3 separate regions of the Ovis aries genome follow, and regions 1 and 2 are each linked to region 3. The links are chromatin contacts, called in public Hi-C maps. All regions are on one chromosome and are shown on one strand. The core of a region is the stretch at or near the end of the contact, and the rest is flanking DNA. Distances in the headings are between cores, read along the strand shown.

Region 1 (4,027 bases), core at 857-3,356, 610 kb before region 3:
TTTGCTCTCTCTAGGGATTAGCTAGCCCTAGAAGGTCAGTCTCTCTGAGGTTGCAGTGACTTTTACACAACAGAAGTTTATTTTTTGCTACACAGTCAATGCAGCTTGGGGACTCTGTTCAACAGCAGTCACTAAGGGGCCAAGGACATGGAAATTTCATCTCAACACATGCCTCCCCAGTCACCGAGGCAGGACAGGGAAATTTGACAGATTGCATGCCTGCTGTTAAAGTTCTGTCCAGATGGCAAGGGTAGTCACGTGGTCACACTGGACTTTGAAGATGGCAGAGAACATCAGTCCTTCCATATACCAGGAAGAAAGAAATGAGATATTTGCAATCAGATCTGATAACTACTGCTCCCCAACAGCAGAACCAAAGACTCCATTTTGCCTAAACTCATTTGTACTTAGAAACAAAAGAATTGTAAGAACACACGTGTCATCTCAGCACCTTTTCTCATGATGAACCTCATCACCCGTGTGACACTAGAAACATGTGAAACATCTTCCCAAATACCTTACTGCCTGTTCACCTTGCCCTCTTGAAGTCAGTGGAGTGTGGTTCCTTCAGGATCCAGGCATTTACTGAGGAAGAGTCACTTCAGAGACAGCCAGGGCTGAGTTAGAACTCCAATCTGGGTCTTTCAGCTCAAAGGTCTGTGCTCTTTCTTGCCTTGATTTTGGGAAAAGAATACCTGAGTTCTTTACAGATAGTGAAACTTGACCCTTAATCTGACAACATTCCGCTCCCTCGCTCAGAAAGCAGAAATCAGTTCTGCTTCCCCATTTCCTGCTTCTGGTGATTATCAGGTTCAAAGACAGCGAGTGACCTGGGGACCAGATGTGCGAGTCTTTCCCACACAAGCCAGCTCTCTCAACACACGTGGTGGGCGCCACGTCTAACGGTCGTTAGTCAAGCTCTGTGCTCTGATAGTTACAGATTTCCAGGAAGTAAGTCCGGCGTGATATAGAGGCTCTTGGTTATTTTGTTCAGTAAACTGAGATGTTACCAGAAATGAGAGAGGGCTTTTATTACATTTTAAAAATATTTTCATTTGGAAACCATTGGCTCCCTGGCATTTTGAAAGTTTTCCAGTGGTTGGACATTTACAAGAACTATTTTGAACCTGTAGCTGCTGACTTTCAAATACTGATCATTCCTAAACATTCTCTCATTTGCATGATGCTGACTTTGGTACAACTTCCTGCTTTATTTAGTGCTCACATTTCTGGGCTTTAAAATTGTCCTTTTTAGAACTACTTTAAGAAAGAGAAAAAAAAGATTTCTTAGTAGTAGTTCCTAGATGGTGGGCTTCCCTGGTGGCCCAACGGTAAAGAATCTGCCTGCAGTGCAGGAGATGGGTATTCAATCTCTGAGTTGGGAAGATCCCCTGGAGAAGGAAATGGCAACCCACTCCAGTATTCTTGCTTGGAGAACGCCACTGACAGAGGAGCCTGGTGGGCTACAGTCCATGGGGGTCTCAAAGAGTCAGACATGACTGAGCTACTAAACCACAATTTCCTGGCTGCTCTCAGAGGACCCTAATCTCCAAGGAGAGAGAACCAGTCTTCACTTGAGGAAATGTCAAGAGCACTTAACTGGAAAGCTGAGCTTCTACTCACCCTGGGCTCCTGGGAAAGACTCTGGTTTTTCTGCCTCCTCTGTAAGTGGAGATAACTACTCAGGACAATGCACCTCACAGATTCATAGTAAACTACGAAGTAGACCCCTTGACTGAAGGGTGGGCCTGCCTTGGCTCTTCGTCTCAATGTTGCACTTGCCCTGTGACCTCTGACACATAGCACACAGTGAAACACAATCCTGTCCCAACAAGTTGAATCATAAATGAGTTCAGAGATGCTTTGGGATATCAGAAGACTCTGGGGTCAGTATAAACTTACACTGGATCACAGCTCAGGAGTTGGCCTCTGGTTAGAATTTCGGGAACTCTGATCAAGTTCCCACTTCAGGGAGTAGATGCCCCAGGAAACGTTCGTTGGTGTCCCACCTGCCTCCAAGGACACACACGATTTGACACATGTTAGTAAATGATGGTATCGCATTGATCAGAATGGCAGACGCGTGGAATGAATGTAGATGTGAATTTCTCTTCCTAAACCTACCTCGGCAGTGCCCGCTTTCACCCCAGACCAGTTCATCCAAGCACCTGCAGAGGGCGCTGTGGTGACCGTGAAAGTCGCTCATGGACTCTGCGACCCTATGGCCTATACACTCCATGGTATTCTCCAGGCCAGAATACTGGAGTGGGTTCCCTTCTCTGGGGGATCTTCCCAACCCAGGGATCGAATCCAGGTCTCCCACATTGCAGGTGGATTCTTTACCAGCTGAGTCACCAGGGAAGCCTCAAGCTGTGGCGAATGTGCCCAACTGGGGCCATTCTCCCCTCTTGCCAGCAAGCTTTCAGGCCTGGGCTGCCCTCAGCTCTGTGGGCACGGGGCGGTCGCAGAGCAGTCTCCCAGCCACACTAGTTTCTGGTCTTGCTTGTGTTGGAGGAGGAGGCCATTGGAGCTGTGGGGGATAGGAGCAGGGAGCCTGCTGGCCAAGGGTCGGTGGAGGGCAGAACTCTGGGCTCCGGCCACTATGACAGAGGTCAGGGACAGCATTTCCAAGGGAAGCGCTGAGTTCATTCCAGCTGCTGGGGCTGGGTCCATGGCTGGGGGGTGGTGCGCAGAAGCAGAAAGGAAGGCACTCGCCCTAGGCCTGAGAAGGATGGCCACACAGTCCAGGCCTTGCCACGCCCTCTCTCTGGAATGTCTTCCTTTATCCTGGCTGAATTCCTATTAACATTTATCCCTCTGGATTCAGGAGCAGCACCTAACAGGAACCTATTAAGTCAATTTAACTGCCTGTCTGGTCTGCCTATATTTCTCCCATCATGGGTCTTGTCCTGTGCTAAGTCGCTTCAGTCGTGTCCAACTCTTCGCGACGCTATGGACTGTAGCCCACCAGGCTCCTCTGTCCATGGGGATTCTCCAGGCAAGAATACTGGAGTGGGTTGCCAGGCCCTCCTCCAGGGGATCTTCCTGACCTAGGGATAGAATCTAGGTCTCTTATAATCTCCTGGAGGCGGATTCTTTACCACTAGTGCCACCTGGGAAGCCCCTCACTGGTCTTGGAAACACTGCATTTTAATCATCGAAATATTTGCCTCTCCCACCCTTTTCCTCCCCTGTGCCCCCTGCACTGTCCACTGTATCCCCATCACCTCCGTGCACAGGTAATAGGCACCTCCTTTGGCACTGGATTTCCTGCCTCTGGCTGAAATGGGGCTCTGTCCCCAGGGTTACTCCTATAGCAGAGCTCACTTGTCACTTGTTACATCCCCTTTGTTGACCCGAATCTTGGGCTCAGAAGCCACACCCGCAGGGTTATTTTCCACCCACGCCTCACCGGAGCGCAGCTGGAGCTTCCCCAATATGCCCAGCAGGTGGCGCAGTTGCTCTCTTTATCGCCCCACCCGGGCTAATAACCGGAAACAAAGACCGGTGCAGAGCAGGGGAGGTGGGGAGGTGGGCAGGCCTCTCCTCGGAACCTGGCTAGGACCCAGGCCCCCGCCCTTACAGAACTCTCCCCTTCGGGCTCAGAGCAACAGATGCGAGGGAAGCAGGAAGGTGGGGGCAGGGCTGGGGGCCGATTCAAGGCTGTTCCCAGGGCTGAGGTCGGAAGCACTCATCACTTCCACCGCAGGCTGGTGGGCGGAAGATGCGACTCTTCCCAGTAAGGTTTTGTTAGTGGCAAAGCCCACAGACCTTGTATTGCCTCACTTCCTACCTAAATCCTTGGGCAGGTGGTGGAGCAAGGATTCAAGGCCAGGTCGTCTGGGAGTCAAGTCCCGGTTTCTTCATCTCCAGAAAAGAGAGATTAAGTGTAATTTTTCCTGACAAGGCCGCTTGGAGGGGATTAATTATAGATGAAGGAGTCTGAGAAATGGAGGCTGCCCAATCCGTGATGGTTAAACTTCACACAGAGACACCTTTCTGGGGCAGAGCCCCCTACAAATCGGGA
Region 2 (4,659 bases), core at 175-2,674, 810 kb before region 3:
AGAAAACAACAAAATTCTGTAAAGCAATTATCCTTCAATAAAAAAATTAATAAAATTTAAAAATAAAATTAAGCTACAAAAAAGATTGCTGGAAGAAATATCAATAACCTCAGATATGCAAATGACACCACTCTTATGGCAGAAAGCAAAGAGGAACTAAAGACCCTCTTGATGAAGGTGAAAGAGGAGAGTGAAAAAGCTGGCTTAAAACTCAACATTCAAAAAACTAAGATCATGGCATCCAGTCCCATCACTTCATGGCAAATAGATGGGAAAACAATGGAAACAGTGAGAGCTTTTATTTTCTTAGGCTCCAAAATCACTGCAAATGGTGACTGCAGTCATGAAACTGAAAGACACTTGCTCCTTGGAAGAAAAGCTATGACAAACCTACACAGCCTATTAAAAAGAGGAGACACTTACTTTGCCGACAAAGGTCCCTATAATCAAAGCTATGGTTTTTCCAGCAACCATGTATGGATGTTAGAGTTGGATCATAAAGAAGGCTGAATGCCAAAGAATTGATGCTTTTGAACTGTGGTGTTGGAGAAGACTCTTGAGAGTCCCTTGGACTGCAAGGAGATCACACCAGTCAATCCTAAAGAAAATCAGTCCTGAATATTCATTAGAAGGACTGATACTGAAGCTGAAACTCCAATACTTAGGCCACCTGATGCGAAGAGCCAACTTATTAGAAAACACCTTGATGCTGGGAATGACTGAAGGCAGGAGAGAAGGGGACGACATAGGAAGAGATGGCTGGATGGCATCACTGACTCAATGGACATAAGTTTGAGCAAGCTCCGGGAGATGGTGAAGGACAGGGAAGCCTGGCATGCTGCAGTCACGGAGTCGAGAAGAGTCGGACACGACTGAGCAACTGAACAACAACACAGATATCAAATGAGCATGCAATAAAGGTTTTATTTAATTCTTGATGAGGGACCCAGTCAGATGCTATAATCCATCCAAAGCAGAACCTAAAGAACAGACACACTTAGAGACTGGGGATATCTACATGAATGTCCAGCTTCTTCCTTGGTGGGAGAGGGAAGTCAAGTCAGTCTCTCCCCACAGGACATAATTTGTATTTCTAGAAACAAGAATTATTTTGTATTGCTCTCAGTTATCCATAGGGCGGAGCTGTAAAGTAGCTTCCCTAGAATGAGAATCTGATAACCCTGAAGGGTGTGTTCTGGACTAGAGAAGGCATAGTGTGCCATCAAAGCACAGAACTTCCCAACCTTCAGGACTAACAAGAATTCACTGCAACTGTGTACATGGTAATTAAATACACTCAGGGGGCCCATTCCTGCCTAGGATTGGACTCCAACAGGTGGGAAGGCAGCTGGTTCTAGTCCCTACAAAACTCCAAACGTGACAGGCCAGAGTCAAGAGAAGCTGTCTGGAGAATCATTTGGCAGCAGGGGGCAGCAAAGCTTCATCGCCTAAAGTCCTTGCTGAAGAATTGATGCTTTTGAACTGTGGTGTTGGAGAAGACTCTTGAGAGTCCCTTGGACTGCAAGGAGATCAGTCCATTCTAGAAGAGATCAGTCCTGGGTGTTCCTTGGAAGGACTGATGCTAAAGCTGAAACTCCACTACTTTGGCCACCTCATGCGAAGAGCTGACTCATTGGAAAAGACTGATGCTGAGAGGGATTGGGGGCAGGAGGAGAAGGGGACGACAGAGGATGAGATGGTTGGATGGCATCACCAACTCGATGGTCATGAGTTTGAGTGAACTCCGGGAGTTGGTGATGGACAGGGAGGCCTGGCGTGCTGCAGTTCATGGGGTCACAAAGGATTGGACATGACTGAGCGACTGAACTGAACTGAAAGTCCTTGCACTTTCAAGGAGTCCATAAATTCCCCTAGATTTTTTGCAAAAAGTTGTACTTTGTACCTTTCTCTGGGAAGAGAGTCCTTAGTTATTTTATTTTATTTTTTTTTGCTTTTTCTTTAAGTCCGATGAAACCTACAAAGCATGTCCCCCTATACTGGAAATTCCATGTCTCAACTATCATATTTACACATTGATTGCCAAGGTAGCTTCAGATTAGAAATACCTGGGGAATTATCAGGTCAAACCATTCAAAATCACTGTTTTTGTAAGGTCGATAAAAGAGTTGAGAATAGCAATTGCTTGATGGTCAACCTACATAATCAGATTCCTGATTGCCCGCTCCTGATTCCACCCAGCCCTTGTTCTGATACAGCCAGTAGGTGGATGAGCATTTGAGATCAATTGCCGTCTCCAAGTTGAAGCTTAGGTAAACATACTGTTTTGACTCCAGTCCATCCCAAGTCCTCAGAATTTAACCCCAGTCCCCTCTGTCCTCAGGGTGAGAATCAAGTGGGCATTGGGACCATCGCCACCATGCAGTTCACTGGAGGACTTTCTCAAGATGCCTGGTCTGTGGATCACCAGAATCTCCTGGGGTGCTTATTAAAAATGCATACCATTAGGTGCTAGGCAAACCCCCAGAATTAGACTTTGAGTGGCGGGCTGGAGAATCTACATTCTAAATAGGCTCCCCAGGTGATGGGGAGATGGGAGGAAAGAGTATCATCTGAGTCTACCAGCTAAATCAAATTATAATAATTGAAATGATAAAATCATGACTCATTCAAATATAAACTATGTCAAAGGTTTTGATCAGCTCATTAATTTAGGATGGAACCATTAGATGGTAAGACTGAGTCCAAGAGCATTAGGGTAAAAAAGAGTTTATATAACCCACCAGGAAAAGCATTTCAAAACAAAAACAGAATGTTAGAATAAGATTGCTAGGTTACAGAAGAAACTGGTTAATGTCATGCAAGCTAATAAAGCCTTGACCCTTGGGGTTATCTTTCCTACCAAATGGAAAAATACAAATGAAAATGTGATTTTGCAGTATCTGCGGAGAGGGAATGGCAGCCCATTCCAGTATTCTTGCTGGAGAATCCCATGTGCGGAGGTGCCTGGAGGCCTACAGTCCACGCGGTCACAAAGAGTTGGACAGAACTGAGTGACTAAGGCTTAACGCTATGCTTGCAGTATCTGAGCTATGATCAAATAATAAATAGTAAAGTCAAAGAGCAATACATTCACCCAGAAAATTCAATAATCTTCAGGTGAACTTGTTAAATAATTCCCCAGTGTGACTTTGAAAGAACATACAGCTCAATTTTTTGCCTTATTCAGTTTGGGGGATTTTTTTTTACAGAGGATGAAGACCGCAGAACACGGAGAGGGTGGATTCCATTCATCTGGGTGAGAAAAAGTTCAGGAAGGAGAAGATACATTCAAAAACAAGAACCAGTTAATTCAGAAGGAGGAGAAAACTGACTGATACTCAGAATTCATGGGCTGCTTCCTTGGATTTATCTTAGACACTAGCTACAATCACTTTCTCCTGCCTTTTAAGTAAGTGATTTGTCATCTTTGTAGTCATTTGGCTTGCAAACTAGTCATTCCCTACTCATTCCTCTTAGAAGTTTGTTTTAAAAGTTTGCTACGTTTTCAATATTGTTCCTTTGTTTTTCATCTAAAAGTTCTGGTGGGTACTGAGTTTTAAAAAACATCAGAAGTATCCTCTGATTTTTATGGAACAATTGCCCATCTGGGGGATTAAACTTTGACTGTTAAAAGACATGAAGTGAAAGAGAAAACCATGGGTCCCAACCCAACCTCCATATTTTTCCATAACTTTCTTTTGCCTTTGGAGAGAGAGTTTAGGAATGAATCTCCGTTCTGGATTAACATCTGAAGTTCAGCAGCTTCTTCAGTTCAGTTCAGTTCCTTCTACTAATTTCAAGTAAAATTAAAATTTGGTAATTCTTATGAAGTAGTCTTTCAATGGATATCAAGTGAGATTCAGATTTTTTTTCTTCTTTGTACTTTTCTGTGTTTTCCTTTCTGTAAACCAAGACCATGTCTTTTTTTATTAAATTAATTAAAAAAATTCGCTTCCTTGATCAACTTTATCACTCTCAGTTACTGATATAACAATATCTATCATTTATTGGCTTTTTAAATTTTGAAAAAAAAGTTTTATTTTTGAAATAATTTTATTTAGATATGTTTTACATAGCATAAACCCACCAATTTCTAGATATTTATACAGCAATATTCATAGAGGTATTATTCACAGTAGTCAAAAATGTGCTTAGTCGCTCAGACGTTTCCAACTCTTTGCAACCCCATGGACTGTAGCTTGCCAGACTTCTCTGTCCATCGGATTCTCCAGGCAAGAATCCTAAAGTGGGTTGCCATGCCCTCCTCTAGGGGATCTTCCCAACTCAGGAATCGAACCCAGGTCTCCTGCATCGCAGGCAGATTCTTTACCATCTGAGCCACCAACACAAATGTCCGTTGACGGAAGATAAACAAGATGTAGTACATACATACACTGCAATATATCTCATCCTTCAAAAGGAAAGAAATTTTGACACAAGCCACAACATAGATGAACTCTGAAGACATTATTCGGAGCAAAATCAGTCAGTCACAGACTGACAAATATTGTATGATTCCACTTAAACAGGGAGCCCAGAACAGTCAAATACAGGAGCTAGAAGATAGAGTGGTGGCTGCCAGGGGCTAGAGGAGAGAAATGAGGAATAATAATTGCTTAATTGGGTACAGAGTTTTAGCTGGGGAAGATGAAGATATTT
Region 3 (4,626 bases), core at 138-2,637:
GTGCTGGTAGAGGCGCAGCAGCCGGGCGGCCGCGTCCTGGCCTCGGTGTAGCTCCAGGACGCGCCGCGCCGTCCGCTCTCGGAACACGCACACAGACTGCAGCAGCGGCTCGTTATATTTGTCCCACATGCCTGCCACCCGGTAACCGTGCACCAAGCCCGCCTCGTTGTCCAGAAAGACCAGCGCCCCGCCGGGGCCGCGGTGCAGGTTGCTGGTGGCTCGGTGCATGACCCGCGGGTCCCACTGCAGGCTGAAGAGGTTGCTGACTAGCCGGTCGAAGTTGGCCGTCAGGTAATCGAAGAGGATCAAGTCGGTCCATTGCACCAGGTCCACCAGCTCCGCCCGGCTCCGGTTGGCCAGCTCACCGCCGCCGGCGCGCAGGGGCCGCAGACGGCCGTCCTCGGAGCGCCAGGGCGCGGGCACCACTACGTCGGTGAGGTTAGGCAGCCAGCGAGTCAGGCTTACCACGCTGCCCTCGGTCCAGTGCGCGGCACGAAGCTCCTCCTGCACCTGAGCCCACTGCGCGCCCCGAGCCTCCACCCGAGCCAGTGCCAGCGGCGGCACGTGGCGCTGGAGGCCCAGCAAGCGCGCCAGGTAGTAGGACAGGGCCTCGCCCTGGATCTGCTCCGGGTTGATGCCGTAGCGCACGCAGGCGCGGGTGCCGTCGGCGAAGCGGGCCAGCCGGTTGGAACTGCGCCCGCAGCCCCCGCGCTCCAGGGCCACCACCCGGGCGCGGCGCGCCGCCTCCAGCCACGCCGCCGCCTGGGCCTCCGAGAAGCCCCGGGGCACCTGCTCCTCCAGGCCGCGGCTCCAGAAGACGCCCCCGTGCACCGCGGCGCGTTCCTCCGGCCGGGGCCGCCCGGTTGGCACGTGCCGCCTGCGCTCACCCGGGGGCTGCCCGGGCGGGCCGTCCGCGCCTGCCGCCAAGGTGAGCAGCGCCCGGAAAGTTTTCAGGGAGCCGCCGCGGGCGTCCCGCGCCAGGGGTGGGGGCAGAGGAAAGCGAGGCGCGGGCTCCCGGCCGCCGCTCCGGGCCAGGTGCCGCGGGAGTCCGTCTTCGGGCGTCCGGGAGGTGGGTAGCTCGGTCCTCGGCGGCAGGAGTCCGCCCCACAGCGCCAACAGCGAGCCCAGCGCCAGCAGCCAGAGCCCGGCGGTGGCGGCGGCGCCCCGCATCCTCCTGCCCATGCTCCGCGGCCACGCCGGTGCCGCCGCCGCTTCAAGCCGAGCCCCGGCGCCCGGGTCCCGGTGGCGAGGCGGGCCCGGCAGCTCGTCGGCTCCGGGGCTCCGGGCGCCTCAGCTCCATCGCGGCTGCGGGGACCTGCCTAGCGCTCCGCCCGGCACTGAGAACTCGCCTGGCTGCCGCTTCCCAGCTGCTTTTGTATTTCGCTGTGAGACCCTCCGGCGGGCGCGATTCACAGGCGCCCGGACCACGTGGGAGCGAGGGCGGGGGGAATCCCCCTCCCCCTCCTCCGCCGCCGCTCCCCGCCCCCCACTCCTCCGCCCCCTTCCCCTCCTCTTCCCCTTAAAGCGGCGATGGCTCCTTCCAAGCGGGAGCAGCGGCCCCACACTCAGTCCGGGACTTAGGGGCCGCGAGCTGGAAACCCGGCTGCAGGCGCCCGCGCGGGGGCGTGGGAGCAGGCGGCACGGAGTTGGAGTCGCGCGGGGTGGTAACGACGCGCCGCTGGCTCTCATGGGGGTTGCAGTGGGCGCGGAGTCTCTCCTGCAAGTTCAGAGTAACCCCCAATCGAGCTCCGGGCGCCGCCCGGAGTGAATGGAGGCGGGTCTTCTTGCCTTGTCCGTTTCCAACGGTGTGATTCACTCTGCCTTATATAAATCCCCGGGGAGCTCTCCGAGCCACAGAGGATGTGACTCCAGCCGGGTTAGAAGAACCATCTGTAGCAAACAACTTTGAACCGACACCGCCTTTCCCGAGCGCGCTCACTGCCCTGGTCCTGTGTGCTCTGAGATTGGTCGCTCGCCCTTTCCCGAGGGACTCTCTGGGAATTCGACCTCACTGTGCAAGAACACCTAGGCAGGTTTCATTCAACAAAGCCTCTGTCCTCGCTTCTGGACACGGAGCAGTAAAATCCACAGATGCGGTCCCCTGCTCACGGAGCTCACTCACAGTCTAGGGAGATGTTTAGGTTGCCACGACAGCCTTACAACTCAAGATCCGACCTAGTCCAGGGGACGGGGCCTCAGAGACGGGTCTCTAGAGAATGACACGATTCGGCTCCCGGGGGACGCAGAAGGGATCGAGCTTGCTCAAGACCACACAGGCAGTAAGTGAAGAAACTAAAATTCAAACGGGGGTCTCCAAGTAGCATGCCGCTTGATTTTCCCTCTATCAGGAAAGTTCACTATTTTTAGTCAAGTGGCCAGCATTCTTATTTTTTGAAGGCTCACTGTCATTTAGTCACTTTATGCCCCACATGTGATTTTCAATTCAACAAATGAAAAAACAACATACTGCATTTGACTTACTGGTTTAATGGTTTTAAGGGAAGAAGTGTTTAGGGAAGAGGGTGGAGGAGCAGAAAATGATGATAATAAAATGAAAAACAAAAACCAGCAAACCACATTGTCTTCCAGACACTTTTGGGTTCAGTCCACCAGGAAAGTTATTGGATAAGAACTGGCTCTCCCTCTTAGCTCTGTGCATGAGACTCTGTCCCAGATCCAAACCAAGATTCTCAGGTAAGACACGAGATGAGGGGTGGGGCTGGATCCCACCTCTGAAAGCAAGGGTTTGAAATCTGTTTCCTTTCACCTGTTTCTCTTGCCTTTATCCCCTCATCAGATGCACATGGGGGTTTTCAACTGCATCAGTGCGTCACCTGGTACTGATTATACTTATTTGCCAAAAAATGAATGTTCTAGAGTTATAGGGCAAGCACCCTAAGGTTTGTGACTAAATAGAGGCATCTGAAGACCACATCTAGAGACTTCCAGAGCTGCCTCAGTATACCTTCAAGTGTTTTCATATTGACTGAAATGCGGGGTTTTGGTTGAATCTCTTATGCACCCCATGGTAGCTATATCATGCCTTTATATAGATCTTATCTGATGATGAGATTACTATTGCTGTGCTATCTTACTTCATTCGAAGTTACCATCTTCCTGTTCTGTGCAAGCTCCTTACCCTCATCTTTCCCTAGAAGGCAGAGGACTACATCTTAACAACTTTCTATTTGTCTTACCAGGTAGCATAGTATATTGCACTAAAAAGGTGCTCAGTAGCGTTTAATTTTTTGTCTTTTGGTTTAACTTCTGAGAATTTTTTTTTTTTTTTTTTGGAATGCCTTGCTTTCAGCCTGGTTATAAACTATAAGCAAGATCTCCACCTTGTGGGCGTAAGTAGAATATCTTCTAATTAGAAAAGTATACATTTTCAACAGGCTGGTTAATGGCTTAAATCTGAGAATATTACTTGACTACCGTGGCCCATGCCGTGTCCTGGGGGCTATGGGGACATCCAAAGTAGTTAGTGTCACTGTCTTTTTGCCTGTTAACAGAAACTATAACTATAAGGGATAGTTCACTGTAAACTCTATGAGGAATCTGTCTTATCTTTTATGGCTGTCTGGCACAATACTTGGCACTTAGTCGGTGTTCAGTAACAACTCGCTGAATAAATCATTGGAATGTTACTGAGATAAAACTCTGCAAGTAGCATGTAACAAGTCATTAAAAAAACTGCTTACCATTAAAAGATACAAAATAAGAGCTTTCATTCATAAAAGGGGAAAAAAAATTGGTGAAGGATCCAGTTGATGGAAAAGAAGAGGAAGCACATGATTTTCAGGCTAGGAGGGCTGACTTCAACCCAGTCTCAGAATCTTCCAATCACGTTACTGGTATTGATAAAGAAACTGAAGACTTGAAGCAGTCAGCTAAGACCTTGCACCTCAGAACATGGACTGACCCTATCACAGCCAGTTGCTCATAGACATCCGACTGAATGCACTGGGTTCCCAAACAGGAAGCACTAATAGAAACTTGAACAAATGCATTGAAATGCAGAATTACAGAAAGCTGTAGGAATAAAAGAGAAACAAAAAACAAACCCAAAGTACAAGGAAGTTTAAGTCCATTATGTAAGTGATTGTTTTAGGCAGTGTTTAAAAACACTTCTCTGCTTGTAAGAGGAAGACACTCCCATTCTCCTTTACTTCCTGGCATGAGGACAACCCCCACTGCCATCCCCCTGGGGCTCCTTGGGACAGCTCAAGGCGCTGTCCACCACAATGTGGGACCACAGGCTGGCCCTTCTGGCAGTTTCTTAGGAATAGGGGAGATGCTGTTCATCTGTTCATACACAGGAACCTATTTTCACTGGAGAACTTTCCTACCAATCTTCAGAGCTTCTCCCTGAGCCTCAGCTTCCAACTGCTTCACACTTGTCCACAGTCCTGTTAGAAGAATGATTTGTCTCATAAAAGAGTGCCTGCTGGAGAAGAAGAAGAGGTGGAGTTGAGGGGTGGGTGCAGGGCAACAGGCTGGGGGTTGGGAGGTTTTCTAAATCAAGCATTTCCTCTTCAGTTCAGTTCAGTTGCTCAGTCGTGTCCGACTCTTTGCGACCCCATGAATCACAGCACGCCAGGCCTGCCTGTCCATCACCATCTCCCG

The links. Hi-C and Micro-C count contacts between places; a contact is called where the count stands out from the background.
Region 1: a contact with region 3 is called in a Hi-C map of omental adipose tissue, with 5 times the contacts expected there. The contact joins the enhancer-like site here to the promoter of FJX1 in region 3. A contact is called at or near these places in 7 of 16 Hi-C or Micro-C datasets (blood, hypothalamus, liver and 4 more).
Region 2: a Hi-C map of hypothalamus shows a contact between it and region 3, with 5 times the contacts expected there. The contact joins the enhancer-like site here to the promoter of FJX1 in region 3. A contact is called at or near these places in 4 of 16 Hi-C or Micro-C datasets (hypothalamus, muscle, skin fibroblasts and 1 more).

The regions. Positions count from the first base shown.
Region 1 is chr15:65,553,875-65,557,901 of ARS-UI_Ramb_v3.0, reverse strand. No RefSeq gene overlaps it. Among named protein-coding and RNA genes, the nearest start is that of COMMD9, 19 kb to the left of the region's middle. Within about 2 kb of position 2,106, at least 9 of the 54 cell types and tissues checked have an H3K27ac peak or open chromatin away from gene starts, as enhancers often do.
Region 2 is chr15:65,750,651-65,755,309 of ARS-UI_Ramb_v3.0, reverse strand. No RefSeq gene overlaps it. Among named protein-coding and RNA genes, the nearest start is that of TRAF6, 33 kb to the left of the region's middle. Within about 2 kb of position 1,424, at least 3 of the 54 cell types and tissues checked have an H3K27ac peak or open chromatin away from gene starts, as enhancers often do. A contact at or near this core is called in hypothalamus, where this site is marked.
Region 3 is chr15:64,944,728-64,949,353 of ARS-UI_Ramb_v3.0, reverse strand. FJX1 (four-jointed box kinase 1) reads right to left here and starts at 1,387. Exons shown (of 1, transcript XM_060400056.1): 1 at 1-1,387. The coding sequence starts at 1,182. PAMR1 (peptidase domain containing associated with muscle regeneration 1) reads left to right here and starts at 749. Exons shown (of 13, transcript XM_012096235.5): 1 at 749-928.